Linked DNA regions of Pan troglodytes: region 2 is linked to region 1. The links are chromatin contacts, called in public Hi-C maps. All regions are on one chromosome and are shown on one strand. The core of a region is the stretch at or near the end of the contact, and the rest is flanking DNA. Distances in the headings are between cores, read along the strand shown. Region 1 has its middle 35 kb from the start of OSMR. Region 2 holds the start of GDNF (glial cell derived neurotrophic factor).

Region 1 (6,278 bases), core at 1,461-3,960:
TAGGGTTCTTCTTTTTGAGTGTCATGTCTTTTCTTGGTCCTTGGCTCTTTCATATTCATTTTGGGATTAGTTGCCAGGGTTCCTGAGAAGCTCATGGAAATTTCTATTAGGATTATATTAAATACATAAAGTCATGTGCCTCCAAGTGTATGTGCTTATATACCTGATAACATTTTGCAGCCAAGTAGATCATATGTAGAGCATTATAATTCATCAGATCATTGTGGCATATCAGAGGCAGGGGGTTGGCTTGGCATGGAGTTGCATGAAGTTGGTGCTTCTTTCCCAGCTCCAGTACATCAAAATTTAACAACAATATGGAAAGAGAGTTTATGCTCAAATTGCCATGAACAGAGTTTTCACCTACAAAGGGTTGTTCCAAAATCAGAAGATCTCAGGAATTGCTATTACTATTACATGAGTACAGTGAATTGCTATTGCAATTCCAGTGAAGTTTGTATTTCTGGTGTGCTTAGTACAAAACATTGCAATCAGACCTGAAAGCAAATGCTATAGAATACAGCAGTCAAAAAAGTCTTTGGTCTTTAGTATGGCTATCCATGTCTTCTTATCCATAAAGAATTTGTAATAATTTTTCAGAACAAAGACTCTTGATCCAATTCAGATGAGAATGTGTGATTATACAAATATGGGTGCAGGATGAACATAAAAAATAGGAAGATGTAGACTACTCTGCTCTCAAATCAAATTAATATTCCTTTTTTTGCAGTTTAATTAGGCATAAATAAAAAGCCACGTGAAGCCTGGAGATACTGGACATAGCAGATTTGTCAAGCCATTTTTCCCACCACCAGTGCCTGAGCACGACCTCATTTATCTTGGTCAATGAAGCTCAAGGAAGCATTGCACTTTGGCTTCCGCTTTAAGTTTTGTATGTTGATATGTATCCCATGTCTTCTAACAATAAAGTGCTATTTCACTGACATTAATCACTGTCAAAGTCTTTCTGGTAAATTCCTTAGGCACTCGCCTTGCGGGAAAAGGCATCGGTTTGCCATATCCTAAGAAATGGGCTGTTCATAATGTTGTGTTGTAACTTGATTCTTGTGAGGCATTGGTTGAATAGAATAATAGACCAGAGTCAATGACGATACACAGAGGCTAGCCCTTCAAAGATGGCTCCAAAAATTAATTCTTGTTTTTATTTGCCTATAGTGTCAGTTCAATTGACTAATAATATGACTCTTGGTCATATTACTATGATTAAGAAAAGGTACCAGTTTTCAAATAGTCTAGGTGTTTAATCTAAAATTACATAACAGTTTCTTGCTGTTTGGGAGTATAGGGTAGCCAGGCAGGATCCTTGCACTTAAGAAACTTAAAATGTAATACATGAAAAAGCAAGTGAACAAAAAAAACCTTGGTTATCAATTGGTCAACTGCATTAATTGAGCATCCATTTGAGATAGAGCAGTGGTCTTCAAACTTTTTTGAATGCTTTTCTCCTAAAAGAATTTTTTTTTATTATTATTATACTTTAAGCTCTAGGGTACATGTGCACCACATGCAGGTTTGTTACATATGTATACATGTGCCATGTTGGTGTGCTGCACCTCCTAAAAGAATTTTTAAAAGCTGGACACCTGCTCCTATTTCTGCTGCCAATGTGAAGGTATCAAAAAGAAATTGCCATTGGGGGCTGCTACGCAGGCACAATACGCTATGCTAATTAACGAAGACCGCTTCAGGTAGGATCAAAAAACATGACTGGTTTATTAGGATGCTAGTTTTAGACGGAGTCTCACTCTGTTGCCCAGGCTGCAGTGCAGTGGCACGATCTCGGTTCACTGCAACCTCCGCCTCCCGGGTTCAAGCGATTCCCCTGCCTCAGCCTCCTGAGTAGCTGGGATTACAGGCGCCTGTCACCATGCCAGGCTAATTTTTATATGTTTTTCGTAGAGATGGGGTTTCACCATGTTGGCCAGGTTGGTCTCGAACTCCTGACCTCAGGTGATCCGCCCGCCTCGGCCTCCTAAAGTGCTGGGATTACAGGCGTGAGGCACCGTGCCCGGCCGGGTGTGCTGCATTTTCAGCACGTACACCAAGTGTCTCCTCATGGGGCTAATGTGTGGGAGCAGGGAAGCCACAGTTCACTTTCCAGAACCCAAAAGGGGCAAAGTGACATCATAAAATTGTCAGAATGTCCCTTGACACAACCGTACTTGTTTGTCTGCAGCACCGTGTCCTTGGTGAGCCCCTCTTCCCTTCTGGACATGAAGACATCGCCCAGAAGTAACTCTTTAACTTAAGATATCTTTAACGTAAGATAGAATCAAGTTCTTTTTGAAGCAAAAACTGCATAGTCACAGCTATTACTAGAAAAAAAAAAAAAAAAAAACAAGTTCAGAGAATCAAGCACTTGTCCTCGTAAGTTTTGATTACTATTGCCTTTGGGTCAGATTCTCTCATTAGAGTCAAATAAATGTTTTCCATCATGACCAAAAAATGTTTTATACAAATTCCATTTCCCAGAACTCTGTGAATGAAATGGAAACCCCCTTTTCTGGTTGTGGAAAAAAACCAATCCAAAACAAACCCCACAACCTCCCAGCTCCATCTTTCTTAAGTACCCCCTGTTTTTGCTAGGTGGCGCCATAGGCTAATGCATGGGTCTTCCTCGGCTTCCCGGGCGGCCGCCTTCTGTGAGGCAGGAACAAAGGCCTTTGCGGTTCCCTTGGAGTTTAAGATCAGACCAGCCCACAGGAGATGAGATCCGTTTGCCAAGACTCGCCTCTGTCGTGTTAGGAGCTGCCCCCTCCCCTCTCCTGATTGATCACAGCTGGTAGTGAGGGGATTCTTGGCCATGTGCTTTAGCCGTTCTTGAGGGAAATTCTGGGGGATCTTAAACTTGATCCTAAATATTGCGTTTCTCTCTATCTAAGTCTCCTAAAAATTGTTCATGTATTTGGGGAGGAAGGCTCACGCTCATATTGAAGAGTGAAAGGAAGGGGACAATAATTCAAAGGTTTGCACCAACTCCCTCCCAATCCCCTGCACAAGGTTAATGTGTGGGGAAATCCCTGTCCTTCCTGAGAGCCCTGATGTTTCCCAGTCTGGCAGGGGCCAGGACAACCTTTCTCCATCCTGCAGGTCACAGAGCCAGCTTGTTGTGGAGGAACAGGAGGCCCTGTTGTAGGAGGGGTGGCACAGGTCCCACAAGCCCTATGGGGTTTGGAGGACACCCAGGCGCCTACTGACTTAGCAAGAGAATCCCCTTTCCCACCCTGCTAGAGGCCTGAAGCTCCAAATTACTGACTTCTTTGCCTTAAAGCATTAGAGACTCCCCGAACACAAATATGACAGAAAAGCTTTACTTGGAAATGTTGGAGGATGAATTGCAAAATGGCACTGCTCGGAGAGATCCCCAGGGAGGAGCTGGTCGTGGACCGGGCGGGGCGGCGAGGGCTGCAGGGAGCAAGAGCAGAACACTGGAGTGGAGGCGACTTCACTGCCTTCGCGCCTCCAGGAGGAACCACGGCTTCCTTCTGCCTGCAGTGTCTGCAGCCTGGGAGTCCCCCAGATCCGTGATGGCCAAGGCCGCATGCCCCGGAGAATCTGGATTTCAAATACTGTCCTGATAGCTGCCTAAACACCCACATAGTAGTCCTCCCATGGGTCCTGGTTGGGGTTCAAACACATTCCTACCCTACCCAGCCTTCCCTGAAATCCGCGTCATGCTGAGGGCAGCCCTGACAGTGGCCGCGGGTCCTTGTTGAGGACGCAAGAGGAGGAGGAGCCTCAGCCAGGTGAAAGATCGTCCATATATTCCAAGAAGGAAGCTTCATAAACATGCAAACCTGCACAGCACAGGACACACTAGTAGGAATGCTCTTAACATTGCAAGTCAGAGGACAGATTCCAGAAAATAGAAGGGAGAAAATACATAAGTAATATATAAAAGTCAAAACGGGAAGGAGAAGAGCTTTTAAAAATTGACAAAAAACATATTCATATATAGAGATTATATATTAATGTATATATGAATATATATGACATATATATAGTCACAAGAAGAAAAACACAAAAACTCCAAAATTAGAGAGAGAAGAAGCTGGGAATAAAAACATATATATCTATGGATTTTTCATGACTATATTTTGAGTTCACTTGTGATACTCATCCAAAAGATATTTATTTGAGCAATTGTAGAAATGTGTATGATGCCATGTCCATCTCAGTATCTCTGTTTCAACCTTGAGGAATCTATCAGCCCTTCCTGCATTTATCTCTGTCACGGGAACAATGCTTCTTTTGGCAGTAAACATCAGTATACTTAAGTGCCATGAGTCATATTTTCAATTTTTAATTAAATCATGGTCTAGCTAAGGTTTGATTTATTTTGGCCTGAATTAATTTAGACCCTGGTCCACATAAATTTACATAGTTTATTTAATCCAGCTCATGACTGCATAGATTGTAAAATCCCTTAGATAGCTACAGTGTAGATCGTAAAAATCACCCTCTTATCAAGCAAGGAATGGTAGAATATAATCTCTGGGGGTGGTGTTAACTTCATTCTTAAAACTAGCCTCACGAAAGAAATGTGTTGTATTCCTAAATAAAGGCTTTTATGAGATCATCTAAAGATATTGCATCCCATATGTTTTCACTCTAAAAGTTTGAATGATATGGTAAAACCTCATTAAGTGGTGCTGATGCGTGCTTTTTTCTTTCTTTCCCAGAATGGTTATAGAAGGTCATAAATCTATATAGTAAGCACCCTGCAAAAAGCTCATCTGCTGCACTCAAATATAGTAAATACTGTTTAAACAGCAGAAGTGTGAGTCATACCGGTATCATTTTCCTAGAATTCTGATAAAAAAGCATCATGGCTAATTAATGTTCCCAAGAAAGGGTCACAGCTTGCAGGAAATGAATCGGAAGGTGACAGGAAGAAAGGGTGGGGAGCTCAGAACTCTCTGGCTCAGGATTGTTGGCAAGATCCTTGTTCCTGCAGCCAGGAATTGACAGCAATCATGAGGAAGAGAATAAATCACGCTGCACATTGAAACTCAGATTTTTTTTTTTGACACGGAGTCTCACACTATCGCCCAAGCTGGAGTGCAGTGGCACGATCTCCACTCACTACAACCTCCGCCTCCTGGGTTCAAGCAATTCTCCTGCATCAGCCTCCCGAGTAGCTGGGATTACAGGCTCCCGCCACCATGCTCGGCTAATTTTTGTATTTTTATTAGAAATGGGGTTTCACCATGTTGGCCAGGCTGGTCTTGAACTCCTGACCCCGTGATCCACCCGCCTTGGCCTCCCAAAGTGCTGGGATTACAGGTGTGAGCCACCACGCCCGGCTGAAACTCAGATTTAACCAGACTGGAAATGCAGGGACAGAGAGACAGAGAGAAGATGGAGAGGAGGGAAGGATGATAGGACATGATGGCCAGAGGGTTGGGGGGTAAAGATTGGGGTTCAGGGGAAAATGGCTGACAGAACAGCATTGAAACCCCCCTCTGCTACTGATTTGGTCTGGGCCCTGCAGTTAAGTTGTTTTTGTGGGTTTGGGGTTTCATGGCACTTCTGAATGTTAAATATGATTGGATGAGCACAGCTGGCAATTCAGCATTCATGACTCAGCTGAACTTGTGACCTATAGCAGGACATCTCGTAACCCTCAGAGGAGAAAGTGAGTCAGACGCATTTTCTGCAAAAATGAAATTTGCCTTGTGGGAAGAAAGAATGCTCCTCATGCATGTGTGTTGAGTGGAGCATAGATGTTTGCCCTGCCTGCCGTCCAGGAGGTGGGGGCTGGGTGGAGGTGGGAGGAGCCGAGACCAGGCCAGCATGGAGGTTCTCAGGCTGCTTTCTTGTCTTCAGCTCATTCTTTATATTGGGTTGCACCCCCTGCATTTCCAAACAAACCATCAGGACACAAGGTCCATCAAAGGATTCTTTTTTCTCACGAATGGGTTGATGAATAGGATACATTTGCAAAGATCTGAAAATCAAATTAAATTTTCATGACATGCTTAATGAACTTATTTGTCAGACAGAAATCAGTATTCTTCCAGGAAATCTGGAAAGAGTGGGTATCATGCTTCTAGCAATTCCTGAAAATCCTCATGTATTATTAATTTTCCTGGAGGGAGGGACTATGAGAGCCATTGTTGGTTTGCAACACCAAAAGCTTAGCTTTGTCTCAAGAAGGTATACTAAAACTTCTTTCTAAAGATGCTGTTTTGATGTGCCTTATTGCACTTTTGACAGGGGTTTGGGGGTGGGGAGGAGATGACTATTGAATAATC
Region 2 (6,356 bases), core at 99-2,598, 970 kb after region 1:
AAAAAAGCCCAATCAGCACAATGCCCAGGGCCTAGCACTTTGCCTGGCACACAGCAAGTGCTAGATATTTGCAGGTGCTTGGACGGGCTGATCATCCCCAGCAAAAAGCCCTCTAAAAATAAAGAAATCATTCAGACTAAGAACATTGATGAGGGTCGTCTTCAAATTCCAAAAACAATGCTAAACGGCAATAAATATATTAAGCTTATTCTGCCCTCTAATTTCTGAATCTAACTACATTTCTACCATAAATCTATCAAAGAGGGAAATGTCATTTTCTGCAGAACTGCAGAGAGCATCCTAATTTCAGCTAAGGTATGTTTGGATGACTCGATTTTCACTTCGCTTAATCTTAAATCACAGCAACGTTAGTAAGAACAATTTTCCTCCCACACTCGCTTCACTGACAAACCTGCAAAGTAGCTGATCTTTGACTTTTAAGAAGTTTAATAATACATGATCTTCCCCCCACACTGCCACACGCATTTCCCCTGCCTATTGTCTGTATCAGCTACTTGAAGAACACATACTCCCCAACAACCGGATGAGTCATAAAATAAGAGGTACATGGACGTAAACTGAGCCTGTTTACACTTTCCCTGGCCCCAGCTAATAAAATAAAAGAGGTCCCACTGAATTCAGGTCCAATGGCTTCCAGAAAACAGGTTTCTGCTTAGCAAAGACATGCCCTATTTAGTACATTATTTTAGAGGTACAGCCAATTCCATGCCCCATGTGAATGAAATGTATTTATGGTTATAGCCATGCACAGGGTGTGTAAGGACTTGCCCTCCTCCTGTCCTCTACAAAAGAAGGCTCAGGCAGCTTCTGGTGGTGAACTAACCAACAAAAGGAATGCCCAGAAGGTCTCACCTCTCCCATCCACAGAGCTCTGGAATGGGGGCCGGGCCCCTGATCGCTGGAAACTCAGCACCCAAGTGGGCGCTTGCTGAAGTTTCCCATCTGCATTTTCGAAAATCTGGATAAAAGCAGGTTTAACTCAACCTCCCCTAACCCGTTCCTGATAAAGTGATCTTACGCCTCTGGAATTGGGATTTTGAATGTATGTGCCTACCCCATGTCTGGTATTAGATTACAACAGCATGAAAATGGAGCCTAGGACTGAGGAGCCGGCCAGCCTCAGAAGCCTTCTTCATTGCCTGCCATGTAATACATGATATGCAAAGCCTCTGACTTCAGCCAGCAGATATTTGGAGACCGTGTTGGCCTTAGCATGGGGACTAAACTAATGTGTGTTTAGGTCAGAAAGCGAATCAGAAAAGCCACTGGAGGGCACGTCACGGAGTGAGAGCCCTATAAATTCATCCCCACTCGCAGCGTCCCCTGGCAAATACTCGGCTTCCCTCACCCGGCCGCTCCGCACCTCTCCTTCTCGGTGCTAGAACTCCGGCCGGCAGCTCCTTTTCTCGCCACTGCCTCCTGCCCTGCGGAGAAGCGAGAGGGCGAGACACCCGAGCGGGAAGGCCGGCCTTCGACAGGCGCGAGGAAAGCCCAGAGCTGCCCTGCACCGGCAGAGCGCCACCCTCCCAGTGCGGCGCGCGGGGGCAAAGCCCGGCGCGGGCGCCGCGGTCAAGTTCGGATTGCCCCTTTCGGCTGGCCCGCGCAGAGCGCCGCACATTCCTCTCGATTTCTGATCCACCCGGAGAGGAGAAGGCGCTAGCCCCGCGGCGTCTCCACGCTCTCAGCGCTCTCCCTGCAGCCCAGGGAGGGGCGCCTCGCGTCGCCCACTCGCACCCCGGCCCCCCGCCTCGGGAACTCCAGGGCCTCCTCGCTGCTCCCCTCTCCTCCCCCACCGCCAGGCCCAGCCGACGCCTCCCGACCCCTCCCTCCCGGGGCCCCGCGCCTCCCCTCCCCCACCCCGGACCCCGGCCCCCCAGCCCGGGCTCTAGAAGACCAGCCTGCGCTCCTGGCGCCCTCATGTCTTCACGGGACTCCCCGCGCCGGTTGACGTGGTGTCTCGTTCGGATCTCCAGGCAAGACCTCAGCTCCGGCAGCAGCATCAGACAAGCCAGTCTCGTGCTCCCAGGCAGTGCGCCCAGAGGAGGCGCAGAGCGCGGCAGCTGCCGCTGAGCCGCCCGCAGCGCCCCGGGCCCGCGCAGCTCCAGCCAAGAGCGCGGCGCGCGCAGCCCTGTCAGCCCCCCACCCAAAGCAGCGGCGGCTGCTCGGACCTCGGCTTCTGGGGGTGCGGGGGCCCGGCGGGAGAGTTGCCGGCAGCCCTCGCCCTGTTGGCGGCGGCGGCGGCGGGAGTCTTGGCCGCCGCCTCCAGCGCGCCCTTTCTGCCCCGCGCGACCCCAGGATTGCGAACTCTTGCCCCTGACCTGTTGGGCGGGGCTCCGCGCTCCAGCCATCAGCCCGGATGGGTCTCCTGGCTGGGACTTGGGGCACCTGGAGTTAATGTCCAACCTGGGGTCTGCGGAGACCCGATCCGAGGTAAGTGAGGGAGCGGGCCGGGGAGCAGGGAGCGGGTGGTGCCTGCGTCGCGGGTGGGTGCGGCTGGCTGAAGGGCGCCCTAGTCAGAGGGGTGCGTCTGGACCCCAGAGCAAACGGTGAGAGTAGAAAGTGGAAAGACTAGAGGGAGTTCCCTAAGCTATGCGAGGAGAGAGAAAAGTAGAACCGGAGGGAGGCCGGCCTTTCGGAGGGGCATGTTGCCTTTTCCACGTGGGCAAAGATCTGTGGAGCCCCAGATGCGCCTGGACCCGGAATGCCCAAGAGGGGCAGTTTCCTTCCCCGACTCGGCCAGGCGCTCTTCCGTCAAGTCACAGAACGATTCAGGGCTTGGGTCATCTTCGAACCCACCGCCGTCGAAATGTGTCCTCTCTGGACGTGCAGAGATACTATCATTGCCAAGAGTGCAACTTACTATTGAGCTTGTTTTGATCTGTGCCAAGGAAAAGCGCAGGCCGGGGGAGGGGCTGCTGCAAAGGTGCTGAGAACCTAAAAATGGAGGGCTCACCTCCTCCGGGCGAGGTGGGGCAAAGCTACATTCCTCACCCGGCTGCCTGCACGTTCCTAACGCCCTCCACCCCAACTAACCATCCCCGTCGAGGTTAGGAGAGGGGCTTTCTTGCCAGTCCTGGATTCAAATCTCTGTCTCGAACGTATTCTTGAGACTCCACTAGGCCATTGAGGTTATTATTTTAATGACCCCTTTTTCTCCTGTACTCTGTGCCGCCTTCCAAAAACACCCCACCACCACTGCCACTACTTTACACCACCTCGAGGCTAATTCCGCGCTGGTGGTTTGTTTCCTGCCCCAACGAAGAAAAACGAACCCTCTTCGGGCTGGAAACGGACTTTCGCGGGTTCCCGCCAGCTTCCTGGGGCCCAGCTAGTTTCGGCTTTGGTAGAATCCGCCGCCAGGACCCTTGTGCGCGCCCCCGGGGGGCTTACCCATCCCAGAGCTCGCGACCCTTCTGCTCATAGGCGGGGACAAAGGCAACTCTTCCGGCCCCTGCTGCGGAGATGTTAGAACGCGCTCGACTCTTGCTCAGTATTTGGAATATATGCTTAGGTATTTCAAGGAAGAGATGTTTCTTCCAACCTCATTCACGCACCCAGTCCCGCAAAGCCGTCAAAGCCGGCCTCGACCAAACTCGTACTGTTTCGCTGCGCCTTCGCTTTGTCAGGGAAGGTGGCGCCTTTTCAACAAGTAACAAGTGTCCGATCTCTGGGAAGTCCGCCGTGTCCCTAGCCCTTTCCCGCTAGCAATTCGGGTGCTCTCGGGCCTGAAACCCGGCCCTTTAAACAGTCAGACCGCTTTCCCAGTTTGCCTGCGAGAAGTGTCCCAAATTCTTTTTCCTTCCCTCATCTTGGGCCCCGCAGTTATGGGGGGTTGAGGGGAGAATAAGTCCTCTGTCAGTCAAGGACACGAAGCATAGTTAAGAAAAGCAATAGATCTTCCAGCAATTTCTGTCTCTACCTCCCCCCGCCAAAAAAAAACAAAAAAAAACGAGTTTATAGCAAACCCGTCTCCCCGCCCCACCGCCTCCTTTTTCTCTCTCTGAGACCTGGATCTTGAAGGCAAAGCCCAAACAAACCTCCCAGCCTGCCAGGCACAAGAAGGTGCGGGGGCACTGACGGCGGGAGCGCTGCCTCCTGCGAAGCTGTCACGGTGACGCGTGGAAGGGGTGGGGGATGGTCTGAAAGCAGGTTGCCAAGAAACCCGCTCAGGTGAAGTGGGGAGAGGAAAACCAGCGAGAATGGAAGGGTGGGAGCCTGAAAAGCAGAGATGCCGGTAAGGACCGCCACAGGTTCCCGGGCTAATGGGATTTCGGGAGGCTCGTAGAGGCAGTGGTGGTTCTCCGGTTTTATAACCAAAATGATAACACAGCCTCCGGGCCGCGTGGGCGCGACACGGCTCAGACGGTTTCTGGTGCCCCCTGCTGCCGGGAACTCAGAAGTGCCTCGCGGCGAGCGGCTGCTTCTGCGAGCACTTCTGTGGCTTTCCTGGGCGTCCTTGCCTCCCCAGGCCTGGGGACCCACCAGGTGCCGGCGCCCACGGCCTGCTGCTTTTGCCCTGCCGGGGCGTGGTGGTCCCGGACCCAGAAGGGGACCAGCTTGCCAGGCACGAGAAATGGTGCGCGGTCACCTGGCAGAGCAGAGCCCCCGTCACTTGAGGAGCAGAGCTTGGTTCTCGCACGTGGCGGCGCGTGAAGCAGTTTGCACCGCGGGCAAAGGCCCATGGTTGAGGAGAAACGCGTCGGGCAGATGTAGATGTGTTTTGGGAAAGCGATAGAGAGACAAACTGAGAAGCCGAGGGGTGGAGCCCACACGGACTCTAAGAAAAACGTCCTAGTAGACGCTGTGTGTGCCGAGTCCCCCAACCTCCCCCCTTTTCCCCCGCCCAGCAAATACCGAGAACGAAAGAGCCCCTCGGACTGGAGCCGGTCCCGGCGGCGCTCAGAGGGAAGAATGCGCCCTCCCTGTCCCGGGGGAAGAGGGGAGCTCGATCCGGGCGCTGGCGGCGCTCGGCCGAGGGCGGGAACCGCAGCCGGGAGCCTCCTCTGGCGAGGCGGGGAGTTTTCCACTGTGTAGTCTTTTGCCAGCTTCGCCACACTTCTAATTGAGGATCTCCACGTCCAATTTAAAAAGCCCTCCGTCGGCCAAGCAGGAAAAAAGGGAAAACCCTCTTAAGACGGAAGGGAAATCTAGTGCCTCTGTGGCTTCCTGCTGGCGGGCACCGCGATTTGGAATGGCGCGTTAACCCCGCGCCTCCATGCTCCTCCGGTCGGACCGCCAGCCATTTCGCACGCACCCGGGAGCTGGCACCGGCGGGGGGCTTGAGGGGGGAAGCTCGCGTTCCCCAGGTCCTAGCTGCCAAAGTACCTTTCTGGGCTCATTTTGCATGGCCTGGTGCAGTTTTCCTGTGTCTGCACATCGCGACCCAGAACCTAGCTTTTTCCCGAGTTTGCAAACCAGCCCGCGAGGCAAGAGGCGCTCGGTGCTGCAGGTCACTAGGAGTTTCTAGTCCCTACACCCTCTCGAGCCCAACAGCTGCATAGCGAACAAACAGACGCTCAGGAGATGTAAAATGCATTAGTCTCTGCAGAGGTGGGAGGTGGCGGCCGAATTAAAGGCTTCCCCGGGTTGCCTGCACCGGGACAGGGAGTGGGGTTCCGGGTAGAGATGAGGACTGGAACCCTGGAATGGAGGCGGGGGTGCCTGTGAACTAATGGCTAGGAAAGGCACTGAGGTTTTTGCATTAACCTGGGTTTTGCATTTCCCTCCCGCATGGGAAAAAAAAAAATCGAGTTTTTCCTAAGAATCCGTTTTATGGAGCAGGGGATAGGATAATCGACTGCATGAATCTCGCAGATTTCGCTTGAGGAGATTCTCTCTAGGTCACTAGTGCTCTGGAGACGAACCCTGGGATTAGGAAGGCACTGGATAACACTGCACCCCAAGATGCCTCGGTTCTTCCCCGTCTCCTCATTGGTTGGAACTCGCCCCCAAATTTACAGCCCCTTTTTCTAATCCACCCCCAGCTGCGTGGCCCTCCTTTGTAGGGGTGTGAGGATTGAGAAGCCAAACAGAGCCCATCTCGGGCTGAAAAGAGCTGAACCCCCTACTCTGCGCCGTACCACAGTCTAGGCCTTCCAGTGCCAGAGCACCTCCAAAGCGTCCGAGACTGGGTACAGTCGTCCAGGCGTGACGGGGGCGCGGGGAGCCAGTGACTCCTCTGGGAGGGGAAGGAATTAGGGCCAGAATCTCTCAAAGGTGCAAAAATCCAGTCAAGAGAGGGTTTTCGGGTATACCACGGAGGATTAAAACTTTCAAGACAAATGCAGTCTTTGCCTAACAGCAATGGTAAAGCATTTACTGAGCTCTTACTACAT

Evidence for each region. Hi-C and Micro-C count contacts between places; a contact is called where the count stands out from the background.
Region 2: a contact with region 1 is called in a Hi-C map of stem cell-derived neural progenitor cells, with 2.8 times the contacts expected there. The contact joins the promoter of GDNF here to the enhancer-like site in region 1. A contact is called at or near these places in 1 of 7 Hi-C or Micro-C datasets (stem cell-derived neural progenitor cells) and 1 of 1 datasets of contacts at active chromatin or transcription factors (stem cell-derived excitatory neurons).

What each region holds. Positions count from the first base shown.
Region 1 is chr4:73,985,976-73,992,253 of NHGRI_mPanTro3-v2.0_pri, forward strand. No RefSeq gene overlaps it. Among named protein-coding and RNA genes, the nearest start is that of OSMR, 35 kb to the left of the region's middle. Within about 2 kb of position 2,711, at least 11 of the 24 cell types and tissues checked have an H3K27ac peak or open chromatin away from gene starts, as enhancers often do. A contact at or near this core is called in stem cell-derived excitatory neurons and stem cell-derived neural progenitor cells, where this site is marked.
Region 2 is chr4:74,954,234-74,960,589 of NHGRI_mPanTro3-v2.0_pri, forward strand. GDNF (glial cell derived neurotrophic factor) reads left to right here and starts at 1,349. Exons shown (of 3, transcript XM_526944.8): 1 at 1,349-2,451.